2 separate regions of the Mus musculus genome follow, and region 2 is linked to region 1. The links are chromatin contacts, called in public Hi-C maps. All regions are on one chromosome and are shown on one strand. Each heading gives the region's core, a stretch centred on a gene start, on an enhancer-like site or on the middle of the called end of the contact. The rest is flanking DNA. Distances are from core to core; before and after follow the strand shown.

What was found. Hi-C and Micro-C count contacts between places; a contact is called where the count stands out from the background.
Region 2: a Hi-C map of bone marrow-derived macrophages shows a contact between it and region 1, with 33 read pairs. The contact joins two enhancer-like sites. A contact is called at or near these places in 6 of 484 Hi-C or Micro-C datasets (the C3H10T1/2 cell line, CD8 T cells, bone marrow-derived macrophages and 3 more) and 6 of 115 datasets of contacts at active chromatin or transcription factors (the HL-1 cell line, the HPC-7 cell line, T-cell acute lymphoblastic leukemia and 2 more).

The regions. Positions count from the first base shown.
Region 1 is chr14:64,873,987-64,879,038 of GRCm38.p6, forward strand. All of the region lies in intron 4 of Hmbox1 (homeobox containing 1), which reads right to left. Among named protein-coding and RNA genes, the nearest start is that of Hmbox1, 73 kb to the right of the region's middle. Within about 2 kb of position 2,680, at least 24 of the 459 cell types and tissues checked have an H3K27ac peak or open chromatin away from gene starts, as enhancers often do. A contact at or near this core is called in bone marrow-derived macrophages, where this site is marked.
Region 2 is chr14:64,968,273-64,973,324 of GRCm38.p6, forward strand. All of the region lies in intron 1 of Ints9 (integrator complex subunit 9), which reads left to right. Among named protein-coding and RNA genes, the nearest start is that of Ints9, 21 kb to the left of the region's middle. Within about 2 kb of position 2,384, at least 11 of the 459 cell types and tissues checked have an H3K27ac peak or open chromatin away from gene starts, as enhancers often do. A contact at or near this core is called in bone marrow-derived macrophages, where this site is marked.

The DNA of each region.
Region 1 (5,052 bases), core at 1,430-3,929:
TTGACAAAATTCAATACCCATTCAGGATAAAAGTCTTGGAGAGCTAAGGAATACAAGGTACATATAAAAAGGGAATTACAGCAAGCACATAGACAATATCAAATAAAATGGAGAGAAACTAAAAGAAATTCAACTAAAATAGGGACAAGCCTGTCTACTCTCTCCATATTTATTCAATATAAATACTTGAAGTTCCAGTGAGAGCAATAAAACAACCAGAGGGGGTCAAAGAATATAAATCAGAAAGGAAGAAATCAAGGTATTGTTATTTGCAGATGATATGATAGTATGTAATAAAAGACCCAAATAATTCTACCAGGGAACTCCTACAGCTGATAAACACCTTCAGTACAGTGGTTTCAGATTAAATAAACAAGCAGACAAATCAGTAGCCTTCCTATATACAAATGGACTGAGAAAGAAATCAAGGAAACAACACCCTTTACAATAGCTACAAGTAATATAAAATACCTTGGGGTAACTCCTAATCAATCAAGTGAAAGACTTGTATGATAAAAACTTACAAGCCTCTGAAGAAAAAAATTGAGGAAGATATCAGAAGATGGAAAAATCTCCCATGCTCATAGATGAGTAGAATTAACATAATAAAAATGGACATCCTACTAAAAGCAATCAACAGATTAAACATAAGCATCTAAATTCCATCACACTTCTTTATAGACTTTGAAAGGACAATTCTCATCTTCATAAGGAAAAACAAAAAGCCAAGGATTAAAACAATCCTCAACAATAAAAGAACTTCTGGTTATATTCATTTCAAGCCGTTATTACAGAGACATAGTAATAAAAACCAAATGGTATTGGCATAAAAACAGACACATTGACCAATGGACTTGAATAGAAGACCCAGTAATAAACCCACATACCTATGGACACCTGATTTTTAATTTAAAAAAAAAAGCCAGAAATACAAAATGGAAAAAAGAAAACATCTTCAACAAACAGTGCTGGTATAGCTGGATGTTGACTGTATAAGAATGCAAATAGAACCATATTTATCACACTGCTCAAAATTCAAGTCCAAGTGGATCAAAGACCTCAATATAACACTAGACACACTGAGCCAATACAAGAGAAAAGTGGGAAATAATAGTTTTGAACACACTGGCACAGGAGACAACTTCTTAAACAGAACACCAATAAAACAGGCATGAAGATCAACAATTAATAAATGGGACCTCATGAAACTGAAAAGCTTGTGTAAGACAAATGACACCATCAATAGGGCAAAATGGCAGCCTACAGAAAGGGAAAAGATTTTCACCATCCACATCTGATAGAAGGCTAATATACAAAATTATAAATAACTCAGCTGGCCGTGGTGGCACATATTTTTTATCCTAGCACTGTGGAGGCACAAACAGTTGAGTTTGAAGCCAGCCTGGCCTGCTACTTGAGTTCCAGGATAGTCAGGACTACACAGAAAAACCCTGTCTGAAGAACAAAACAAAACTAACCAAAAAGAACTCTGGGAACTAGACATCAACTAACAAAATAATCCAATTAAAAAATAGGGTACAGGACTTAACAAAGAATTCTCAATAAAGGAATTGTGAATGGCTGAAACTGCTTAAAAGAAATGTTCAACATCCTTAGCCATCAGGAAAATGCAAATCAAAACTACTTTGAGATTCCATCTTACACCTGTCAGAATGTCTAAGATCAATAACACACGTGACAGCTCATGCTGGTGAGGATGTGGAGCAAGGGGAACACTCCTCCATTGCTGGTGAAGTGCAAATTTGTAAAGCCACTATGGAAATCAATGTGCCAGTTCCTCCAGAAAATGAGAATCAATCTATTTCAAGATCCAGCTATGCTACTTTTGGGCAGTTACCCAAAGGATGCTCCATCATACCACAAGGACATTTGCTCAACTATGTTCACAGTGGGTTTATTTATAATAGCCAAAAATTAGAAACAGCATAGATGTCCCTAAACTGAAGAACTAATGAAGAAAATGTAAAAATATTACTCATCAGTTAAAAAGAAATGACAACATGAAATTTACAGGCAAATGGATGGAATTAGAAGAAATTATCCTGAGTGAGGTAACTCAGATCCAGAAAGACAAACATGGTTTGTGCTTATTTATAAGAGGATATTAGCTGGTAAATAATGGATAATCATGCTACAATCTACAGACCCAGAGAGGCTAAGTAACAGGGAAGGCTCAAGGGGGTAAACATGGATCTCCTGAGAAGAGGAAATAGAATAGATTTTGCAGGTGGACTAGGGGAAAGCCAGAATGGAAATAGGAAGGATCAAGTGTGAGGGTAAAGGAAGAGAGCATGGGAGAGAAAACTGGAAAAGGAAGGCATTTGCAGGGTAATGTAGAAACCTAGTGCAATTGAAACCCTCTGTAATATACAAGGTGGTCCCTGACAAGGACTCCTACTAATGGAGGACATAGAGCCTGAACATCGTTTATAAGCAGGCAAGGCTTCCAGTGGTGGGACTAGGATACCAACCTAGCCACAAAACCTTCGACCTACAATCTGTCCTGTTCACAAAATGTGCTAGGGCAGTGATGGAGCAGAACATGTAGGAGTGTCTAACCAATGACTGGTCTAATTTGAGGCCCATGCCACAAGAGGGAGCCCAAGCCTGACACTGCCTGGATAACCAGCAACCAAAAGTTGCATAACCCAGAGACCTGAGTAGAACCAAATGCAGTGCGGGTATGGGGTTGTCTATGAAATGATCCCTAATGATGGTCTGCTATACTCATAGACTGGTGCCAAGTCCACTCATCATCAGCTGAAGGGCCGTCCACAGAGATTCACAGCTAGATATTAGGTGAAGAGACAGCCCAGGTTGGAGGTCTTCATTAGGTCACTCCTCTTAGAGCTTAAGGGAAGTCACAGTGAGAGCTTAAGGGAAGTCACAGTGAGAGCCAGTGGGGTCAAGAGCACAGGAGAGGATAACCCAAAAGAATGAACTAAGCAGGGCTCATAGAGACAGAATTGGCAATTGTGGAACCAGCATGGGTCTACATGAAGTCTTCTCCATCTAGGTTATGGTGGTTGGCTTGGTGTTTTTGAGGGTGGACTCCTGACAATGAGAGTGGGGGATAGCTCTGACTATTTTGCCTGATCGTAGAACCCTTTTTCTCCTACTGGGTTGCCTTGCCACCTTGGTTTGTGCCTGGTCTTACTATATCTTGTTGTGCTGTGTTCAGCTGATGTCCCTCAGAGGCTTGCTTTTTTCTAGGGAGATGGGTGTGCGGGTGGATTTGGGGGAAAGGGAAGGTCCAGGGGAATGGGAGGAATTATGGGAGGGGAAACTCCATGCAACAAAAACCTAATGAGAACTGAAGGGAGAAACTCATAAAACTAACACACCACTTGTAGGTACCCCACTTTCCAGAAATAAAATAGTTAGAGAACAGTAAGGAAACAACACATGCACAGGAAGCAAAGCCGAGCAAACGTTCTACCCAGCACATGCAGAAAACGTGTCACTCTCATGTTTACCAAGGTGACATTTACTCTACTTTAGAGAATGACATGTCCCTCAGTCCTCAAACTACAGAGAAGTGTACATGGAACACTCTCCAGAAAAGGTGACACTATTTCCAGAAGGAATAAACAGATTATTTCTCCAGTTGCTATGGGATCAGTGGCATCTGGAGGCAGCAGTGGTGGAGTGCATGCCTAAAATGTAGAAGCTACTGAGTTAAATGAGAAAAAGAAAACAGCAGAGAAAAACCCTGGGAAACCCAACAACACAGAGAAATTAAACAATACTTTCCTAGCCAATGAGCCAAGGAAGAAATTATAAAATAACTTTGAGATGTAAGAAAAAAGCCATATCATAAACTTTCACAATGGAGAGGCCAAGGCAGTGCTTTGACAGAAGCTTGCAGGTGCAAGTACGCCTTCAGCTAGACACACAAGCCAAAAGAAAAAGAACTCACTGGTGAGGCTGGGGCTCATCTCTGCAGACATAAAAAGGGCCATGAGGAAATCTTGTGAACAGTGGTATCTCAACCAAATCTGTAATCAAGGTGAAGTGAACAAAAGTCTAGGAGAAAAAACCTAAATTACCAACTATTTCCAACTCAAGCCATGAAAGCGGTGCTGCCCATAACCAGACCAGATGAAGGTACTGAGAGCAAAGAGGACCGTGGCCTGATATCCCATATGAATGCATATGTAAAAATCCTCAATAAATTACCAGAAAACTGAATCCAACCACATATTAAAAAAAATTATACCACAACTAAGTGGGATTTAAGTTGGGAGAATAGAATTCACTCAATAATGAAAGTCAACTAAGGCAACATTCTGTACCAGTCTACAACAATACACAAGAAACCAGCAACAGAGCATCCGTCCAAGCCAGTATCAACTGTCCCAAACCACACAAATCTTACTGCGACTGTCTTAGTTAGCGTCTTACTGCTGTGAACAGTCACGATAACCAAGGCAAGAATCATAAAGGACAACATTTAATTGGGGCTGGCTTACAGGTTCAGAGGTTCAGTCCATGATCATCAAGGTGGGAGCATGGCAGCATCCAGGCAGGCATGGTGCAGGCAGAACTGAGAGTTTTACATCTTCATCTGAAGGCTGCTAGCAGAACACTAACTTCCAGGCAGCTAGGATGAGGGTCTTAAAGCCCACACCCACAGTGACACACCTACTCAAACAGGGCCACACCTTCTAATAGTGCCACTTCCTGGGCCGCACATATGCAAACCACCACAGTGATTCTGGTACCAGGCAGTACATAAAGAGCTGAGATTTAGACTGACTCGTGCTACGACATACTCTTTTAAACTTGTAATGGTGCGTATATTTATTAAATTGGGCCTGGGCTTTATGTTCTAAAACACAGAACTCATGCATGTCATATAAATTAAAAAAGAAAAAGAATTAAGTCATTTTGTATCCATACCCTCCAGCTAACTCTCTTACTCACTCTGCTTACAACAGAGTTGCCTTATTCGTTTCTGGACTGACAGTAACACATAATGCAAATGAGTCATAATTTACCTAACAGCTTCCATCTGATGGACACAGGTTA
Region 2 (5,052 bases), core at 1,134-3,633, 94 kb after region 1:
GCCATGGCAACATACCTGATGAAAGCAGTTTAAGGGAATGGTTTACTTTGTGTCAGGGTTTGCTGGTAGAGTCATTATGGCAAGATTGTTAAGGTCACATTGTATCTACTATCAGGAAACAGGGCAGTGCCTCTGGTTGCTCTCTCCTTTTGGGGGGGGGGGGGACGGGAGGCGGGGTTCGAGACAGGGTTTCTCTGTATGGCCTTGGCTGTCCTGGAACTTACTTTGTAGACCAAGCTGGCCTCCAACTCAGAAATCCACCTGCCTCTGCCTCCCAAGTGCTGGGATTAAAGGCGTGCACCACCACACCCGGCTGCTCTCTCTTTTTTATTCAGTAGTGACCACTAGCAGTGAAATAATCCTGCCACAACAGGTAAATTTCTCTGGAAGCACCCTTATGGACATGCCAGCAGTTTCTAAAGCCCTTGAAGTTGACGATCAAGATGAACCTTCACAAGGTGACAAGTGTCACTGTGAAGAGCTTTTCGTTTTGAGTCTAGTTAACTGTGAGTATGTCACAGAGTGGCACTGAGCATTCACTCCGACACTGACCACTGAACACAGTTTACTTCCCAGGATGTAGGTTCTGGGCTCTGGGACTAACTCAAGTCCTCAGACTAGGGAGCAGGTATATTTACCCTAGAAGCTGTCTTGCCCACTCTTAGTTTGTTTACTTGAGGAAGCTCTTACTATGTAGCCCAGGCTGGCTTCATTCACTCACAGCAGTCCTTCTACCTCAGCTTCCTGAGGGCCTGAATTACAGACACAAATGCCCTATGCCTGCGCTTTTTCTCTTCCTTTACAAACCAACCACAAAAAGTGGCTGATGTTTAAAGGAAATAGTCAGAAGTACAGAAATAAGAAGTATGTTGTAGGATGCTGGGATGGTGCCAGCTTGGAATATTTTGTTGTTTTTTTGTTTTGTTTTGTTTTGTTCTGTTCTGTGCTGAAATAGCAAGACTTTGCTCAGAGATCCTGTCTGTCTCACAGAAATAAAAGCATTGTAGCTGTAGAATTGCTAGAACCCTGACGCCCAGTGTTCAAAGCAAGCACACTTGTGTCAAAGTCCAGCTTTGACCTGGTAGGTAAATTGAGGCAGGCTGGAGCATTAGTGATTGATCAGTTGGCAGACTTTTCTCAGGGGGAATAAAACTAACCCTTCCCTCTGGGGCCTGTAGGGCCGGTGACAAGGGCGAGGGAACACACAGACACAGACAGACACACACCTGGTGGGTGAAGCAAAGCTCCAACAACTTTATTTTCTCTCTCACAGCTCATATATCCCAGCAAAATCTTTCAAGCAGTTCAAAAATCACAACGTAGTTACATTCTATTTTTCTTTAAGTGAACAATTACAATGAATATATGTAAGAAAAAACTTGTTCCCTGATACCCCCAAATAATAAAATGGATAAAAAAATAATAATTTCCAAGAGCCCACACATGTTCATAACTAAGCAACTTGTTATAGATTAATAAGGGGTAAGCAAGCAAGGTAACTTTCTCAGCTCCTTTCTCTTACTGGCAGGCTGCGATTTGCAGTCACAAAGAAAGGATCAATTATTTTATTATTTATCTTAAAAAGTAATCTTATAAAAAACCTTAAAAGTATCACAAATCTAAACTTTTATAAAGAAAAAAGAAAAGACCCAGTCATTTCTACTTTAAATCCTCAGCATGCACACCTACGCGTTAGCAATTTTTTTTTTAATTTTATCAGGAAGCTGAAGGCAGAACTGGGTACAAGAAATTAATCATCATCTTGATAGCAGCACAGCTTCAGTAGGACAAGCGGGTCAGCCATGCTAGTCGGGCTGCCATTGCTCTTCCTCCCTGACCTCAAACACATCCCTCATTCGATAATCAGAAGTGTGCCTTCTAAGTGGTTAGTTGTTCCCTAAGACTTTCTATATCAGAGCTACGAACAGAAACTTCTTAACCTGACTTCACTAACAGTTTACATCTCCAAATTCTTTCTAAGGGTGGTGGGTGATAGAAACAATCCACATGGCTACATTCTTTCTGAGGGTGGTGGTTGAATCATTCATCAGCTCCAGCAGCAATGGAATAGATCAATCACCATTACTGTAAGTGCCAGTGACACTGCCCAGAAGGAGCTGGAAACCCTCTCAGAGTTTTTATACAGTTCATAGATTAGGATGGACATGGTGACCGCTAAAGTAACAGGACACACAGTCCTAGTTCCTCTGCCTCTCTGAGCAAGGCACACCCATCATGGTTGTGCTAACTGGTGGGCTGTGTTCCACGAATTCTAAAGCTCATCTTACATGGCCCCCAACATAATTACTATTGTGTCCTCAGCCCACAGGCTGCATCCTTTCCAGCTGTGCGCTATGCCTTCATTGCTTTAGAAACCACATGGAAAAAGGAACTGGGAAGACTCATCATCCTCACGGGACAGGCAGTGCTTTGAGCAGTCCAGGGTCAGTTGTGCATTTTAGTGTGCTTTATCGTAAGTTTTAGCTTTAGCATTTACCAGATTTTGATTTTTTTTTTCCTCTCCACAAACTAAGATAGCTTACTGAAGCATTGTCTCTTAGGCTGTATCACTAAGACAAATAGGAAGGGGGAAAAGAGAACTAAATGGATGTATAGGATGGGGGATTATTTAAGAATTAGAGATAGGGAGAAATGGGGTAATTTGCTCCCTTTTGCATAAACAGTCACATGCATAGGTCTGAACTTTTCTCATCTATTCTAACTTCTTCATATTTATCACTCTCTGGTGCCCGACAGCCTACAATCCCCAGCCAACTCTGACCTGTATTACTTCCTTCAGCCATTGTTGTTCACTGTGAGCATTTCTACCCCTTCTGAGCATCTCTTGACTGGGGTATTGCTTTATAAAAACTTCTCTTTGAATCTTGACTTGTTTTCTTGGAAGTGCAAGGCACAGGACTAGAGTCCAAAGGAGTGAGAGCCCCAGGTGTCACAATCTCAGCTATGTGTGGTACCTAGTCGCCCTCCAGCCTGAAAATGCCTTTACTATTTATATTACAGATTTTTTTTACACACTTGCTATAGACTCTCTGCCCTTCTTATCTTACCCAGCTGTGTAGTTACTTTGACTGTGAACATGATTGGCACATTTTAACAGTTCTATAACATGGAATCAAGCTAAAAAATGGAAGAAAGTAGAAGATTAACAAATAAAATTGCAATATATTTATTTTATTTATTTTTGGTTTTTTCGAGACAGGGTTTCTCTATAGCCCTGGCTGTCCTGGAACTCACTTTGTAGACCAGGCTGGCCTCGAACTCAGAAGTCCACCTGCCTCTGCCTCCCAAGTGCTGGGATTAAAGGCGTGCGCCACCATGCCCGACTTGCAATATATTTAAAGAAGTCTCTGACTAGAGAGCCTGACCCCAAAATTTTTTAGTAGGGGTGTCATAGTTCCATATTAGCACATTTAGCTCAGTGGCTCAGGGTGGCAAAGAATAAGGTAGGATTTCTTTTTTTTTTTTTTTAAGATTTATTTATTTATTTTATGTATGTGAGTACACTGTAGCTGTACAGATGGTTGTGAGCCTTCATGTGATTGTTGGGAATTGAATTTTTAAGACCTCTGTCCTGCTCACTCTGGTCAACTCTGCTCGCTCCAGCCCAAAGATTTATTTATTATTATATGTAAGTACACTGTAGCTGTTTTCAGACACACCAGAAAAGGGCGTCAGATCTCATTACGGGTGGTTGTGAGCCACCATGTGGTTGCTGGGATTTGAACGCAGGACCTTTGGAAGAGCAGTCAGTGCTCTTACCCGCTAAGCCATCTCTCCAGCCCAAAGTAGGGTTTCTTAAAAGAGGGTGCCCTCCCCATTTCCCTACTACAGCAAGAGTCCTGTGCATCCTTGCTGGGACATAAAGGGTCTCCTTGTGAACTGCTGTTACTGAGGGCAGTGACAGGTGCTTTGCTGGAGTGGAGCTGGAGTGGAGAAAAGCTTATAAGCCCCTGCAGAACTCAGTTTCTATTAAAAAAAAAAAAATCACCAAGGCTTAAGTAATGGAATTCCTCCCAGTGTGTTCATTGTATAAGTACATGGATAGAATAATTTTCAAAAAGCATCTTTGTATTAAAAAAAAAAAAAAAAACCTAAGAAAAGATTTAGTTAAATCTCATTTGTGCACTGAGAAATTTGAAGCCTAAAGAATTTTTGGCTTCTACTCAGGGCAACACCACCTCAGAGACAGAGTAAGAACTACTCTCCGTATGCAGGTCCCATGATGTGCTGAGTGCTGTGATGCAGCCCAGCAGTAACAACCGCTGCTTTGCTTGTTACTTTGGAAGAAAGTTTTAAAACTTAAACATGTCTTTAATATCACTGGCAATACTTACCTATTTGCTGTAGAGACATTCTATGCCGAGGTAGGCTCCTTTAGAAACCTGCACGTAGACATGTACAGCAGCGTTATTCATAATCATAGAAAATGTGTGGCGTTTCTGTGCCACACTGCTCTCAAGTGCAAGCCAAATATCCATCACTCTGAATGCATGAGCTGATTCTCTTACATCCAGACAGTGAGGCTGATGAGCTATCTGTTGAGGACAAGTCAACAGTGCATGCAGATTTGTTTCCAGTTGTTGCCCTGAATTCCGGCCAGCAGTATCTTTCTAAGGCTCACTCACTGTTGATTGACATTTTATTTACTGACCAGTGTCCTCTTCAATGAGTGCCTGTTTAAATCTTTGTCCTTCTTGTTGTGTCGTTTATACCTTAGTGAGTTGTAAGAGGTAGGTGGTTGATTGGGTCTTGGTGAAACCTAAAGTGGCCTACAACACAATTGTAGCCCACCTTTTGAACTTGGGACCCTCTCACCTCGGTCTCTCCAGTGCTTAGATTACAGTTGCCACCACACCAGTCAAAGAGCTTGGCACTTCTCTCTCTGTCTCTCTCTCTCTCTCCCTCTCCCTCTCTCTCTCAGCATGTATGAACTATACAGGATGAGTTTCATCGTTACATTTCCATACATGTGCACAATGTTATTTCAATCATATTCACCCCTCTCCGTTTTGCCCCCTCCCACTCCTGCTG